Regions from separate parts of the Sus scrofa genome. Here region 2 is linked to region 1. Evidence: chromatin contacts called from public HiChIP or PLAC-seq data. All regions are on one chromosome and are shown on one strand. The core of a region is the stretch at or near the end of the contact, and the rest is flanking DNA. Distances in the headings are between cores, read along the strand shown. Region 1 has its middle 79 kb from the start of TMEM212. Region 2 overlaps FNDC3B (fibronectin type III domain-containing protein 3B).

Region 1 (6,972 bases), core at 3,072-5,571:
CTGTTGCACTCATAGTCCAAAGAGGCTGTGTACTCTTTGTAAAAAAAAAAAAAAAATGTTTAATAATCTTGCTGTTGAATTAAATTTGTTTTAATGAATTTGTTGTGAATAGAGCCAAAACTGGTCTTTTTAAAATAGCACATGATTCTACCATTGATTCAGTCATTATCAGTCTTAAGAGGTTAAGTAGAAATGGTTGAGGTGATTGATATCACCATAGGGTAATACACACTAGGGTAATTCAGGAGAAATTTCTGTTGAGAATCAAGGAGAAAACATTATTATTGAGGAACAAGTTTGAAAACTCTTTCAGAAAGACACTTAGTAGGAGAAATTTGTTTAAGGTGAAAATAACATAATTTGAGAGAGAAGTTGGTTTCTGGTAGAAAAGTTTTGCTTCAGGAGGGTTCCATCAGGAAGTAAAAACATTGGCTGCCAAGGAACTTAAGCAATAAGCAAGCTACAAATATTCAAGACCTTGTGAGGCTGGAAAATGATACTAGAGAGATCCTGTGGATCACTGTACAGTAGTGAATGATGATGCAGTATTAGTACATTAATATGGAAAGATCGCAAGTATTTTGACCAATTAGAAGACAACTGAAAAAAGGATGTGGTTAAGAGAGAATAGAACCAATTATTTTTTAAATCCACATACTTCACCATGCCTTGTTTGATTAAGATGTTTGTTTCTTTCTCTATTTTGGCACTGCATCTATTTATATTGGTAAAAAGAAATACCTAACTAGCCACGTTACTAAAATGCATTTTAACGCCATTGTGACTTTATTCCTTGCTATGCTGGTCTTGCAGTACTACACCAGGTAGCAATTTTCTCCAAAATGACAAGCAACAGAGACTGGATTCCAGAAAGGAAACCTAAACAACTCCCACAGAATGGCCACAGGAATATCTTATATAAATACAATGAGATATCACCTCATACCTATTAGAATGGCTATTATCAAAAAGATGAGATAGAGTTCCTGACGTGGCTCAGTGGAAACAAATCTGAGTAGCATCCATGAGGACACAGCTTCGATCCCTGGCCTTGCTCAGTGGGTTAAGGATCCGGTGTTGCCGTGAGCGATGGTGTAGGTTGCAGATTCAGCTAGGATCCTGCATTGCTGTGGCTATAGGTCAGCAGCTATAGCTCTGATTTGACCCCTGGCCTGGGAACCTCCATATGCTGTGGGTACAGACCTAAAAAGAGACAAAAAAAGAAAAGAAAAGAAAACAAATGGCTGAGATGTGGAGGAAAAGGAACCAGCCATGCACTGTTGGTGGGAATGTAAATTGGTGCAGCCACTATGCAAAACAGTATGGAGGTCTCTCAAAAAATTAAAAATAGAACTTCCATTTGATCCAACAATCCCACTCCTGGGTATACATCCAAAAGACACAAATCATATCCTTAAAAATGTATCTGCACCCCCCCCATGTCCATTGCAGCATTATTTACAATAGCCAAGGCATGGAGCTAACCTAAGTATACATCAGCGGATAAATGGATAAAGAAAATGTGATACACACACACACACACACACACACACACATATATATATACACACACACACACACAATAAATATTATTCAGCCATAAAAAAGAAGGAAATCCTGCCATTTGCAGCAACTGAATGAAATCTGAGGGCATTTGAGGGTAAGTAAAATAAGCCAGACAGAGAAAGACAAAATACTGTATGATCTCACATATGTGGAATCTAAAAAAGCCAAATGCATAGAAACAGAGTGTAGAATGGTGGCAGTTCGGGGAAATGAGGAGAGGTTGGTCAAAGGGCAAAAACATTCAATTATAAAATGAGTAAGTTCTAAGGATCTAATGAACTATAGTCAGCATGGTGACTATAGTTAACAGTACTGTATTATATGCCTGAAATTTGCTAAGGGGATAGATCTTAAATGTTCTCATCATACACACACACACACACACACACACACACACACACACACACACACACACAGAGGTGATGGATATGTTAACTAACCTTATGGTAATCTTTTCATAATATGTAAATATATCACATTGTCTACCTTTAATTTACGTAATGTTATATGTGAAATATACCTCAATTAAGCTGGAGGAGGGAGAAAATATTTTACAAAAGTTATTAGGATAAAAACTCTCAAAAACATAAGACCTTTTTAGCTTTTTGAGTAAAATACTGAAGAATATGTAGTTTTTAAAAGTATATTTACTCACTAAAATATTTATGGACACCTATTAGTTTCTGGGTACCAGTCTAGACCCTGTGACTATGGTAAGGTATGAGATACTGCCCAGGGTCTCAGGTAGCTCACCATCTATCAGGGGCTCATGATGTGATCCAGGGAGAGTGACTGCTTTCATTCCTTCTCCACTCCAAGCTCATTTCTTCCTTAGGGACTCGTCATCCATCCCCAGTTTTATCCATATCATCATGCTTTTGGAGCGTCACCTCCATCAGAGGGTCCTTCCCTGTTTCCCACCTACTCACTATCTAATGAACATCTCATCCTATTTATTTCCTTCAAAGATCTGTATCACATTTTTATTGGAAAATAATTTGTTCATATATTTATTATTTTTCTTTTTCTACTAGAATGCAAGTTTCATGTGAACAGATTATTTCCTGACTTATTTATGGGTACATGTATTTCCAGTATCAAGAAGAGTACCTGGGAAGAACACTGTAACAGTACTGAATAAGAGAATGAATGATAGAAGCTGGATGAATGAATGCAGAATTAATTTATTTCAATCCAATATGATTATTGCTATGGTGGAGAAAAAATCTGGGTACCTCCTTGTATCTAATCAACGAAGGGGAGGAGGAGACAAGGATTACTTCCTAGAGGACATAGAAACATGGACTTGAGAGAGGGGACTGATCTGGAACTTCGTGTAGCTCAGTATGTCCAAAGATAGAAGGAAATGAGGATTGGGGCAGGGGGATTGAGGGGGTAGATGGAGAAGGAGAAAAGGGCAGAAAGCTGGGACCCACCCTTAAAAAATTAGCCTCATTCAGCCTTTATCCTGAGGGGCAGAGGGAGCAGATAGACTATGAACGGTGGCAGGTGTTGGTGGGGGGAGGGACAGGAAATGAAGACAGATCTGCCTTGTAGAATGCTTCACCAGAAGCATTGTGGAAAATGGGATGGAAGAGACCAGTAAGCCAGGTGACTCAGTAATGCAGGCAAGAAATAATGAAGAACTGAACTAAACCCAGGCTCATGGGAACAGAGCAGGAGGAAGTGTCTGGGGAGACCATCTGGGGATAAATCAACAACAGAAGGAGGAGTCAAGTTCAATTCCTCAGCTAGCTCTATTTCTTCAGCTTAGTTCTCTATTTCATATAAAGCAGTCCCAAGCACTATACCTTGGAAACTCCAGTGAGGCTGAGGGCGCACCTTCCAGATCAAACTTATGGCCATGTGGTCTGAGAGGACAGCTTCAGGGGTCAACCATTCCTGCTAGAGGCAGAAAACAAGGCCCAGGCAACTTTATTTAGGCCTACAAGTTAGCTTTAAGCTAGGCTACTTATATTCTGATATATACTGTAGGCTAGAATTTCTGTCTGCTTCTAATCAAAAGCTTCTGTTTCCTTGCTAATCAAAATCCCTTTTAGATAAGGATATCTATTCACATCTATACTTACCCAGCAGGTATTTGGTGAAGGCCTACAATGTACTAGGTTCCAGGAAACAAAGTCCCTGCCCCCAAGCAATCTATAATTTAGTGAAGGGGACAAAGAAAACGATAATTAAAATACGCTGTTGTTATAAGTACTGTAATAGAAGTACACCTAAGCAAAGCACAAAGCAGAGACCCTTAAGCCAAAGATGAGTTTAGGACTGGCTGTCTTAAATAAGTTAGAGATAAGAATAGCTCCTCAAAAAGAAAAACAACTTCTAACTAAAGGAAGATAAATATCTATTAAAAAGTAGTAGCTCAGGTATAAATAAACACAAGTGCATCAAAAGTATTCATAGTAAGTGATATTTTTGAGTGCATGAAATGTGCCAGGAGCTATGGGTCTTGAATGTTTTTTTTTCTTAGTTCATCTTCATACCAACCTTATGAGGTATTAATACTTTCCTCATTTTACAGGTGAAAAAGCTGAGGTTCAGAAAGGTTAAATACTTGGCTTTAGGCCACACAATAGCAGTAAAGCTGGGATTCATAGCCGGGCAGTCTCCTGAATGCAGGCTTTCCTATCTGGGATGTGGCCCTGCCCTCCACAGTTAGAGCCATTTGTCTACCTATCAGTCCTCCACAGTGTTTAAGAGATTTGCCCACTGTCTCACACAGTATGGGTAGGGAATTCAACCCAGTTGGCTGAGCTCCAGTGCTTCTGCTTTTTCACACAGCCCTGTCTTTAGGCTGAATGTGTAGTCTTTACTGAGAAAAGAACGAGGAAATAACACTAGTAGAAATGCAGAAAATTCCCTTCATTTTCTTCTCTGTCTCAGTTCTCTAAGGGATGAGCCAAGCCCCATTCCTGCCAAGTTCCCTGGTTCCACAGAGGACTCTCTCAGAGGTTACAAAGCCTGGGGCAGGAGAGAGTGTGGGCTGGTGGAGCTAACTCATCCCCATCCCTTCCTTCCTACATCATTGCCCAGAGAGTACTGAGAAAGCTGGCAGTCCCTGACAGGCAATCATTCCCAATGAATGTTTGACTATAACTGCTGTATTGGGTGGACAAATAAATACCTTTTTAACAAAACGAAAACTGGAAATGTGCGATTATTTATGAAAAACTGAGAGGTTAGCAGAAATTTATGTTGAGATTCTTCAATATATGTATCCCAGCATCCCAAGAGCTGGCTAACCATGGAATCAGAGGTCCTGTTACCTTTGATAATCACATCTCACCAACTCCTTCCTGTATAACTGCAAGATCTGGTCATTTCCACACATAGAGGAGGCCCAAGTCACTTTGGTGGGAGTCTGGGGTTTCTCACATAGTTTCCTGAGGTCCTTTCCCTCTCAGGCCTCCAAAATTTACAGCCACTGCTTTTGCTCCCCCGGCTGAAAGCTGCTTTCATGCCTCTTGCTATTTCCCTCAAAGGCAATGAGCTGGTCTCCCTTTAAGCCTCCCTGTGTAAGAAGACTGGCTCTTTTCCATCAAAATTAGGAGATGCATTTCCACACCTCTCCCTTACACCTTTCCAGCGTGGCCCTGAACCAGCACTGCTGGTGTTAAGAGTCTAAGGAATACACTTGTGATGAGTATTTACTCTCAGCCCTTTATCTCCATGGACCTCAGACTGGAAAGAGATTCCAGGATTCCTCCCCTCCCCATCTTCCTCCCCTGCTCCCTCTTAGGTAACTGCACAGAGGAGACTCTTGTCCTCATGCTCACCAACTAGTCCAAAGTGGAGCCTCGTTCACAATGGGAACCCAACAACCCATCAGTTCACACCACCCAGTCCAAACACTGGCCTTAGCCTAGATGCTACCTTCTCTAATGAACACAGTCATATAAAAATTATGACGGTACTGGATTATCTCTAGTAGGATTAAGTCTGCCAGGAGATTAGAAAAGTGGGAATACACACACACACACACACACACATACACACACAAATCTCATCTGCAAACTTGCCTAAGAGTTGTTCTTTTTCATTTGCAAAACAGACTCCAAGAGAGGAGCTTTCTCATGCTTTGTTGGAGCCTTTGGGAAGCCTTAGTAGACTGATGTAGAGAGAATACCATGACCCAGGTAGTCACAGAGCCTGCAGGGTTGATGGTGGGACCCCAACAGACAGAACAAGAAACTGTGAATCCATCAGTTACCCCACAATCTGAGTGAGTCACTGAATCTCTGAGCCTTACATTTGTTTTTATGCTAAAATGGGGTAACTACACCATCCTGATAAGCTTGTTTCAGTTCAACATAATTATCTATATTTTGTAAACTATAAGTGCCAAAAATATTAGTTGTTATAGTATCATTGGCAAGGAAGAAACAGCAGAAGTTTAGATGGGGGCAAAGGTAGAAAAGGGGGAACAGGGCAGGAGATTGAGATGAGATGAGTGTTCTCTAAAGATTATGGGGGTGGCAAGTCTTGGGGAGGTGCCTCAGGAGAGAGGAAGAATTCCTGGGTGAGAAGACTGAAAGAGGTGAAACGGACCAGTGATACTGTCTGACTGTCTAGACTGAGATTTTCTGAAGAGTCCTGGATGTTCTTCCAAATGGTCCATGGCCATCTCTTGCCTGATCTGAGAGGTAGTTCCTGCTAGTACACTGCAGAAACCTGAGGTCAGGAACCTTGCAAGCTGAAATATGAGCTGGAAACATGATCTGGTGCCCCTCAGACATCTAGCCCATGATTCTGTGGGGTGTTTGTGCTGGTATGTGTGCACTTGTTTCATGGTGCAGGCCTCAACCCCAAATCTGAGCTACACAAAACTGACAATGTGGAGGCTCTCCAATTATCTCTAACTGCTGAGCCCTTGTTGGTATTGCTGGGCTAATACTAAAAATTTCCTTTTTCAAGGGCCAGTGTGATTCTGGCAAGAGACCCAGGTAATAGTCTGAGGAGATGGTCATGAAGCCTGGTAATGAAAACAAATTGTTTTGAAGGAATAGTTATGTATTGGTAGAAATTGAATATTCAAGGTCACAGATTTTATTACTTATAAGAATGTTGTGGAATTCCCTTGTGGCACAAGAGGTTAAGGATTGGCATTGTCATTGCAGAGGCTCAGGTCACTGCTATGGTGAGGAGTTCAAGCCCTGGCCTGGGAACTTCCATATGCCATGCATGCAGAAAAAAAAAAAAAAAAAAAAAAAAAAAAAGAAAAAAAAAAGAATATTGCTTTGCTTTAAGGTTATGCAATAAACACTTCCATTGAGTTTCTAGTTGAAGCACTAGGCCTCACCTCAGGAAGGAGTTAAGACTATAAAGTATTTGAACTGTGTAGGTTGCAAGAGGGCAGAGTGATTGACACCCTCTAAAACTCCAGGT
Region 2 (6,875 bases), core at 4,315-6,814, 240 kb after region 1:
CAGAAGTATAGTAATAAGGCTAAAACTACATGAAGGGGATACAAGAATTCCTAGAGCATGGTAGCTTTCAGTGAGATTTCTATTTAAAGTATTGATACTTTTAGAGGCTTAACCTTCTGCAGGACACCTCATCTCATTCTTTATATTCATGAGATCATTTTTGTTAGTTGCCTTTAAATTAGAGCCAAATAAAAATAATCTCTGAGCTGGGTTAGAAAACTCAGTTCCTGCTGTAACTGCAGATTTCCTGGGGAGGACGAAGGAGGGGCCAGTGATCAGAGAGGATTCTAGAGCTTCCCTTCAGAGTTCTTCCCCAGGATGATGATGGTCAAGTAAGATCATGTGAGGCTGTTTTATGATTGGTAAGTACTGAGGGAACCATGAGTTTATCTGCAGCTGTAGCTTGGTGTTTATTAGTATTTGTTGTAAAGCTGGTTTAGTGTTGCTGAATTTTCTTAGCTTTTGCTTATCTGTGACACTTTTAATTTCTCCTTCAAATCTGAATGAGAGCCTTGCTGGGTAAGGTAGTCTTGCTTGGAGGTGTTTTCCTTTCATCATGTTAAGTATATCATGCCACTCCCTTCTGGCCTGCAGAGTTTCTGCTGAAAAATCTGCTGATAACCTTGATAACTTTACTGGGGTTCCCTTGTGTGTTATTTGTTTCTTTTCCCTAGCTGCTTTCACTGTTTTCTCTTTGTCTTTAATTTTGGTCAGTTTGATTAATATGTGTCTCAGGGTGTAATCCTTGGGTTTATTTTACATGGTACTCCTGGATTTGATTAAGTGCTTTTGCGCTTCCTGGATTTGATTGAGTGGTTCCTTCCTCATGTTAGGAGAATTTTCGACTATTATATCTCTTGGAATATTTTTTCTGTCCCCTTCTCTCTCTCTTCTTCTTCTGGCACCCCTATAATATGGATATTGGTGTGTTTAACGTTGTCCCAGAGTTTTCTGAGACTCTCTTCATTTGTTTTCAATCTTTTTTCTCTTTTCTGTTCCACATCCACAATTTCCACTAATCTGTCCTCCACCTCGCTTATTTGTTCTTCTGCCTCCTGTATTCTGCTGTTGGCTGCTTCTAGTGAATTTTTTATTTCAGTTATTGTATTTTGCATCTCTTCTTGCTTGTTTTATATCTTGTATCTCTTTGTTTAGTGTTTCCTATAAGTAGTCCATCTTTGCCTCCAGTTTATTTCCAATGTCTTGCGTCATCTTCAGCATCAACAGTCTAAAGTCTTTTTCCTGGAGGCTGAGAATCCCCTGATCACTTAGCTGTTTTCTGGCGTTTTTTTCTTTCTCCCTCATCTGAGTTATAGTTCTCTGTCTTTTCATTTTTATAGGTTTTTGGTGTGGTGACGTTTTTACAGATAATCGAGTTCTAGCCTCTCTTACTTCTGGTGTCTGCCCCCCTTGTGGCTGAAGTTGGTATGGGGGGGTACTTGCCATAGGCTTCCTGATGGGATGGACTGATGACTGCCCACTGGTAGGTGGAGCTGATTCCTATGCCTCTGGTGGGTGGGGCTTTGTTTCTGGATGGGATTAGAGGCTGCTGTGTGCCTGGGGGTGGGACTGTGATCCCACTTGGATTGTTGTTTGCCCTGGGGCTTCTCATCACTGACTGATGGGTGGGGCCAGATTTTCCCAAAATGGCCACCTCCAGAGAAAGGCAGCTGCTGAATATTCCCGAGAGCTCTGCTTCCAAAGTCTTTCCCCCACAATAAGCCACATTCACCCCTGTTTTCCCAGGAGGTCCTTCAAGAACTGCAGTTAGGTTTGACTCAGATTCCTATGGAGACTTTGCTTTGCCCTGGGACCCAGTGCATGTGAAAGTCCATGTGTGCCTTTTAAGAATGGGGTCTCTGTTTCCCCCAGTCCTATGGAGCTCCTGCACACACGCCCCACTGGCCTTCAATGCCAGATGCTCTGGCGGCTCTTCTCCCAGTGCCAGATCCCCACACATGGGAGTTTGATGTGGGGCTTAGAACTCTCACTCCTATAGGTGAGTCTCTGTGAACCAGTTACTTTCCAGTCTGTGGGGCTTCCCACCCAGGAGGTATGGGGTTGTTTATATTGTGAAATCACCCCTCCACCTCTTGATGTGGCCTCCTCTCTGTCTTCTGGAATAGGATATCTTTTTGAAGGTTTCTGGTCCATTTGGTTGAAGATTGCTCAGCATGTAGTTGTAAATTTTGTTCTTTCTAGGATAGAAGTTGAGCTCCAGTCCTTCTATTCTGCCATCTTAATCCCATCTCCCAGCTTGGTGTTTATTAAAGTGAGGCTGATAGTACTTTTCTGAATGACCTGCAATGCCTGTTAATAATTAATATTCCGATTCCTGGACCTCATCCTTTGTCTACTGAATCAGATTCTCTGAGGGCAGGGATCAGAGATTATACATTTTAACAGACTCCCTGGGCATTTCTTCTGCACTTTATGCTAGAGCTTCTTACATTACAAGTTGCAACCTTTTGAAATTTGAAGTTGCTAGTTGTGAGACTTTGCTTTTGGCTAGAGGGGAGTATGAATGTGGTAGCTCAGTGAGAGCTCACAAAAAAGTTACTAAGTGAAGAGTTTCCCAGACATCTTTACTGTCTTGGAAATAAGGGTGAAAGATTCATGTCTTGAAAACATGAGTTTCTGCTACCCTTAATTGATGTAATTCTCCCTATAGCCCTGAAGAAGGTACAATTTTTATCACCCCCATTTTTTTCCCGGGGTCAAACTGAGGGTTAGGAGAGGCTTAGTAACTTGCTCAGAACCACACTCTTCGCCCAGGAGCTGAACTTGAACTCCAATATGAGCCTAAAGCTGAACTTCTCAGCCTCTGTCCATGCTGGATTGCCAGGTGCAGACAGAAGCAAGGGGAGGCAGGTGGAAGCCACTATCACTGCAGCAGTGGGCCAGGAGGACATCATACAGACCGAAACAGCAGAAAACCCGGTACGGATGGTACACCAATGTGTGAATTCCAGCCCTAGGAGAGACATTTGTAGGAAGCTAGCAGCTTTGTCACCTGAAAGCTCGTATGTTGACCTTCTAAGGCAAGGTAGAAGAGAAGATTACAAGTTCTACTTAAAACTGCCTGTGAACTTTTCCTAAGACTTCGGGAGTCAATGCATTTTCTTGACAGAGGGTAAGATGCAGATTAAAAAAAGTTAAGGGGCCTGTCTAAAATCTCACAAGGCATCAAGGTTTTGGGAACAACAGGGGAAAAAGGGAGGAGAGAAAGCACTGAAAATTTGATGTGTGAAGATGGGTGAGCCGGGATGGCCTTGAAATCCCATATTCTTGTCATTTTATTATGTCTTGGAACCAAAGATAACCAAGAAAATGATGGTTAAAAGGGATAAAAATGTGAGTTATAATAGAAGGTCACAGAAAAGGCAGTTGGAAGAAGCTTAAGGTAGTTTGGGGGTAAAAAGCCTGTGTTGCCTTCTGAGAGCCTCGGAGTCTCTTATTTCCATACTGCCCTGTTCAATTTCAGCTCCCTCACACAGTGGGTAAGCTTTAGTATTTCTGATGTTCATACTTCTGCCTTGTGATTAAATATGAATACCATAAATATTCGAATTTGACTAGAAAATTGATTTGTCTTTGGAATGTCTAGTTTTAAAAAAGTTTACTGTACATTTGCTATTCAATAGAGGCCAGTGGACTGTGGAATCTCATAAAAAATAGCAGTTGTGATCAGGGTTAATGTAGGATGTAAGCTTGCAGAAAGTACTTTGAGGCAATTAAAACAGCTCTATTCAAACAACATTCATCCCATAGATACAGGGGGATAGCATGAACTGAAACTCCTGGGTTTTTATGCTGCCTCCTCCCTGCTAACCACATACATACACACATTCCTCAGCTGTAAAGGTTTACCCAGGTGATTTCATCTCCTTGGCCTAACTTTCCTCACCAGTCTGATGAGAAGAGTTAGTGGATGCTTTTACGTTCCACAGTCATCAACTGAAGTTTGTGGTGGCCCCAGCTAACCCCCATTCTGACCTAGTGACTCACGGAGACATTTTTCTTCTTCCTCCTCTCTTCACATTTACACGTTTTGATTGCATTATTGCTTGTACTTAGTGGGGCCGTAGGCAAAGCATGTCATCCTCTGAAGCACATAGAAGTGCGTGTGGACAGGCATGTTGCCCCTGGTTCTGGCCATGCCTCTGCCATCCATTCAGCTGGATGGTGTTTCTGCAAAGTGGACCATGACTCTCCTGGGGGTTTGGTAGAGCAGACTCCTGGCCCTCTTGCAGATCTATTGAGGAGGAATCTCTGGAAGTAAGGCTCTAGACTCTGTATTTTAAGAAGCCTCCAAAGTGATCTTTGGGCTCACTACAAATTGGTAGCCTGAGTGATTTAGTTCTAAGTAGGTATTACAGTCTTTCGATATATCCCATGGTTCTCTGAAGACAGGGTCCGTGCTGTACGTGTACGTGTGTGTATGAATAAAACTTCTCAGAATAAGTTGTGGTCATCTGGTTTGTCTCTTCATGTAACAAATATTTGCATGCTTATTGTATACAAAACCTTGTGTTAGTTGCTGTGGGAATAGAGGCAGAACAGATCTCAGTGACTGATGAGTTACGAGGGACATGGTTTATGGCTGGGTTTATAGCGGGGTGTGGGAATCTCGATGTGCCATTAAGAGAAAAGGGAACACAGGCAGAGTGGGCAGCAGCTTTGGGAGAGGAGATGCCTGTGTAAATGGGAGTCTTTAGAGTGATGATGAAATAAGCCTGAATTTCCACAACTAGTTATGAAACTGGTACCCCTTAAAGATTCATAGTATTGTAGACTATGGGGGAAGGGGAGTCTTTTAGATGCTGTTTCAGTCTCTTCAGAAGCAGGAAAAACTGGTATCATTTGGAGGCTATCTGGTTTAGGTCAGAGGAAAAATATAATGAGGGAAGCCATTATGTTTAAAGATGACCTTTCCTCTCAGACTTGAGAGAGGCTGGTGTTCTTAATAACCTCTAATTGATTTTGAATCTCTAACAGAATGACCCCTAGAAATAAAATTTGAAGTGATGTAGGCATGCTAAGTAGATATGTTCATTTAGTATTTTTAAAACATGCCTTTAGAGCTTGCTCTCCATGGTCAAGGAAAGTGTTGGCATGTCATCTTTAAAGTGCGCCACCAGGCTCCCCTCTTCCTCCTTGGCTAAGGGAGGGGGGCACAGACTGCTGTTCTCACCCACTGAGTGCATTTCCACAGGTAGCCTCATGGTGTTTCCCCAGACTGCTTAATAAATGAAAGTCAACTGTTACTGCTTTTTCCTTACTTTGGCCTGAAGATGATGCAGGGTGGCCTGTTGAGTTTCAGAGGGTCTTAGAATTCTAACCAGAAGTAGTATTAAGTGTGTGTGCCCTTCTCAACAGCAGTGGCCTCAGCACTGAGTTGTTTTTGCAGTTGTGGCTGTGACTTCCCTTCGTTCCCCCAGAATCGGTATGGTACACTGGGAGAAATCCTTTGCCAACAGGACCGGAAGTGACAAGTGAAGGTTGGGCTCAGTGGAGGAGAACAATTCAAGGAGCTGGTGTAGTCACAGGAAGGACAGAGTCAGGAAGAAGCATGAGTCAGCCTGGTGGTTGTCCGTGGTCTTCTCACACCAGCCGCAGCAGATCTGGGGACAAAGATTGAGTCAGAGCTGCCTGGCCGGAGGTCTGGGCAGCGCAGTGGATGTGATATGCCAGACACCAAGAGAACTTCCTGAGGCTTAGAGCTTTCTGGGCTCTTCTTGTTGTGTGGGAACCTATGATGAGCACCATGCTTTTTGCCTCATCCCCTATCCTGAGCCTCAGCCCTGGCAGAGCCCTGGAGGCAGTACTGGGTACATTTTTGCCAGTGGTGCTTTCAGAATAAGTGGTCAGGGTGTGATTTGCATTTGGCATTATCAGCAGTGCTACACCCAAATGCAAATGCTAAGAACCTGTTAAGGACAGAGGACTCTAATATGGAATCTTGAAGAAATTTCTCTACTTTGAGCATAGTATGCATGTTTTTAATGCCAGTGGAAGTAAAAACGCATTGGTAATTTGGAGTGAATTTTAAGGGTTCTTATAGTAGAATCTGTTTAATTTAGTGACAGGATGTAATGAACTTTGAGTACATGAATGAGACATAGAGATGAAGAATTTTACTTGTTTAAAAAAGGGTTAAAAAAGAACTGAGTCTTACACAAAGCTTTCTGCTCCAAAGCCCCACCCCTTTTGCCACACTAGCGGCAGAGAAATTACAGAAAGCTGATTGTGTTGTCTATTTGGCAAGTCAAAGCAAGATACAGCAAGCTAAAAAGATGACTATCCCAGATTGCTTTCACTTTCTGTGACATAAAGGTTCTAAATATAAGAAATAAGAAGCCCCTGGGCAGTTGCTCTTTGGAATTTGTGTGGACAGATCCAGGTCATCCTTGTACTTCTTTGTGCTTTTTAAGAAGTGAGACTTTCTGATTAGGGGGTCAGAATTTCTGTCTGATAGCTCTTAAGTTTGATTTGTTACAAACTTTAAATTTATAATTTCTGATAAAATAGGAAACAAAAATTGCTTTCTTGCTCTCGATTTCATTATCAGAGGTTTACATTAGTCACGTATTAAAACCTTGAATTTCTCCTCTACTTTACAAATACATTAAACAACTCTGATTTTTATTTCATTTTTGCTCTGTTATTAATGCATTTGCTTTAATTAATTATATGTCCAGTATGGTTCTTAAAGAACTTTGTCAGAATGTGTCATTTTTACTGACTTTTGGCTGTTGTTCAAATATAGTAAAGTTATTAATTGGTCTTAATGTTTGCTTTATAAGAAAATGCAATCTAGGAGTTCCCATTGTGGCTCAGCGGAAACGAATCTGACTAGGAACCATGAGGTTGCG

Evidence for each region. HiChIP or PLAC-seq counts read pairs in DNA pulled down with a chosen protein or histone mark.
Region 2: an H3K27ac HiChIP or PLAC-seq map of alveolar macrophages shows a contact between it and region 1. The contact joins two enhancer-like sites. A contact is called at or near these places in 1 of 47 Hi-C or Micro-C datasets (embryonic fibroblasts) and 1 of 2 datasets of contacts at active chromatin or transcription factors (alveolar macrophages).

What each region holds. Positions count from the first base shown.
Region 1 is chr13:110,489,725-110,496,696 of Sscrofa11.1, forward strand. No RefSeq gene overlaps it. Among named protein-coding and RNA genes, the nearest start is that of TMEM212, 79 kb to the left of the region's middle. Within about 2 kb of position 4,322, at least 4 of the 83 cell types and tissues checked have an H3K27ac peak or open chromatin away from gene starts, as enhancers often do. A contact at or near this core is called in alveolar macrophages, where this site is marked.
Region 2 is chr13:110,723,752-110,730,626 of Sscrofa11.1, forward strand. All of the region lies in intron 3 of FNDC3B (fibronectin type III domain-containing protein 3B), which reads left to right. Among named protein-coding and RNA genes, the nearest start is that of FNDC3B, 140 kb to the left of the region's middle. Within about 2 kb of position 5,565, at least 38 of the 83 cell types and tissues checked have an H3K27ac peak or open chromatin away from gene starts, as enhancers often do. A contact at or near this core is called in alveolar macrophages, where this site is marked.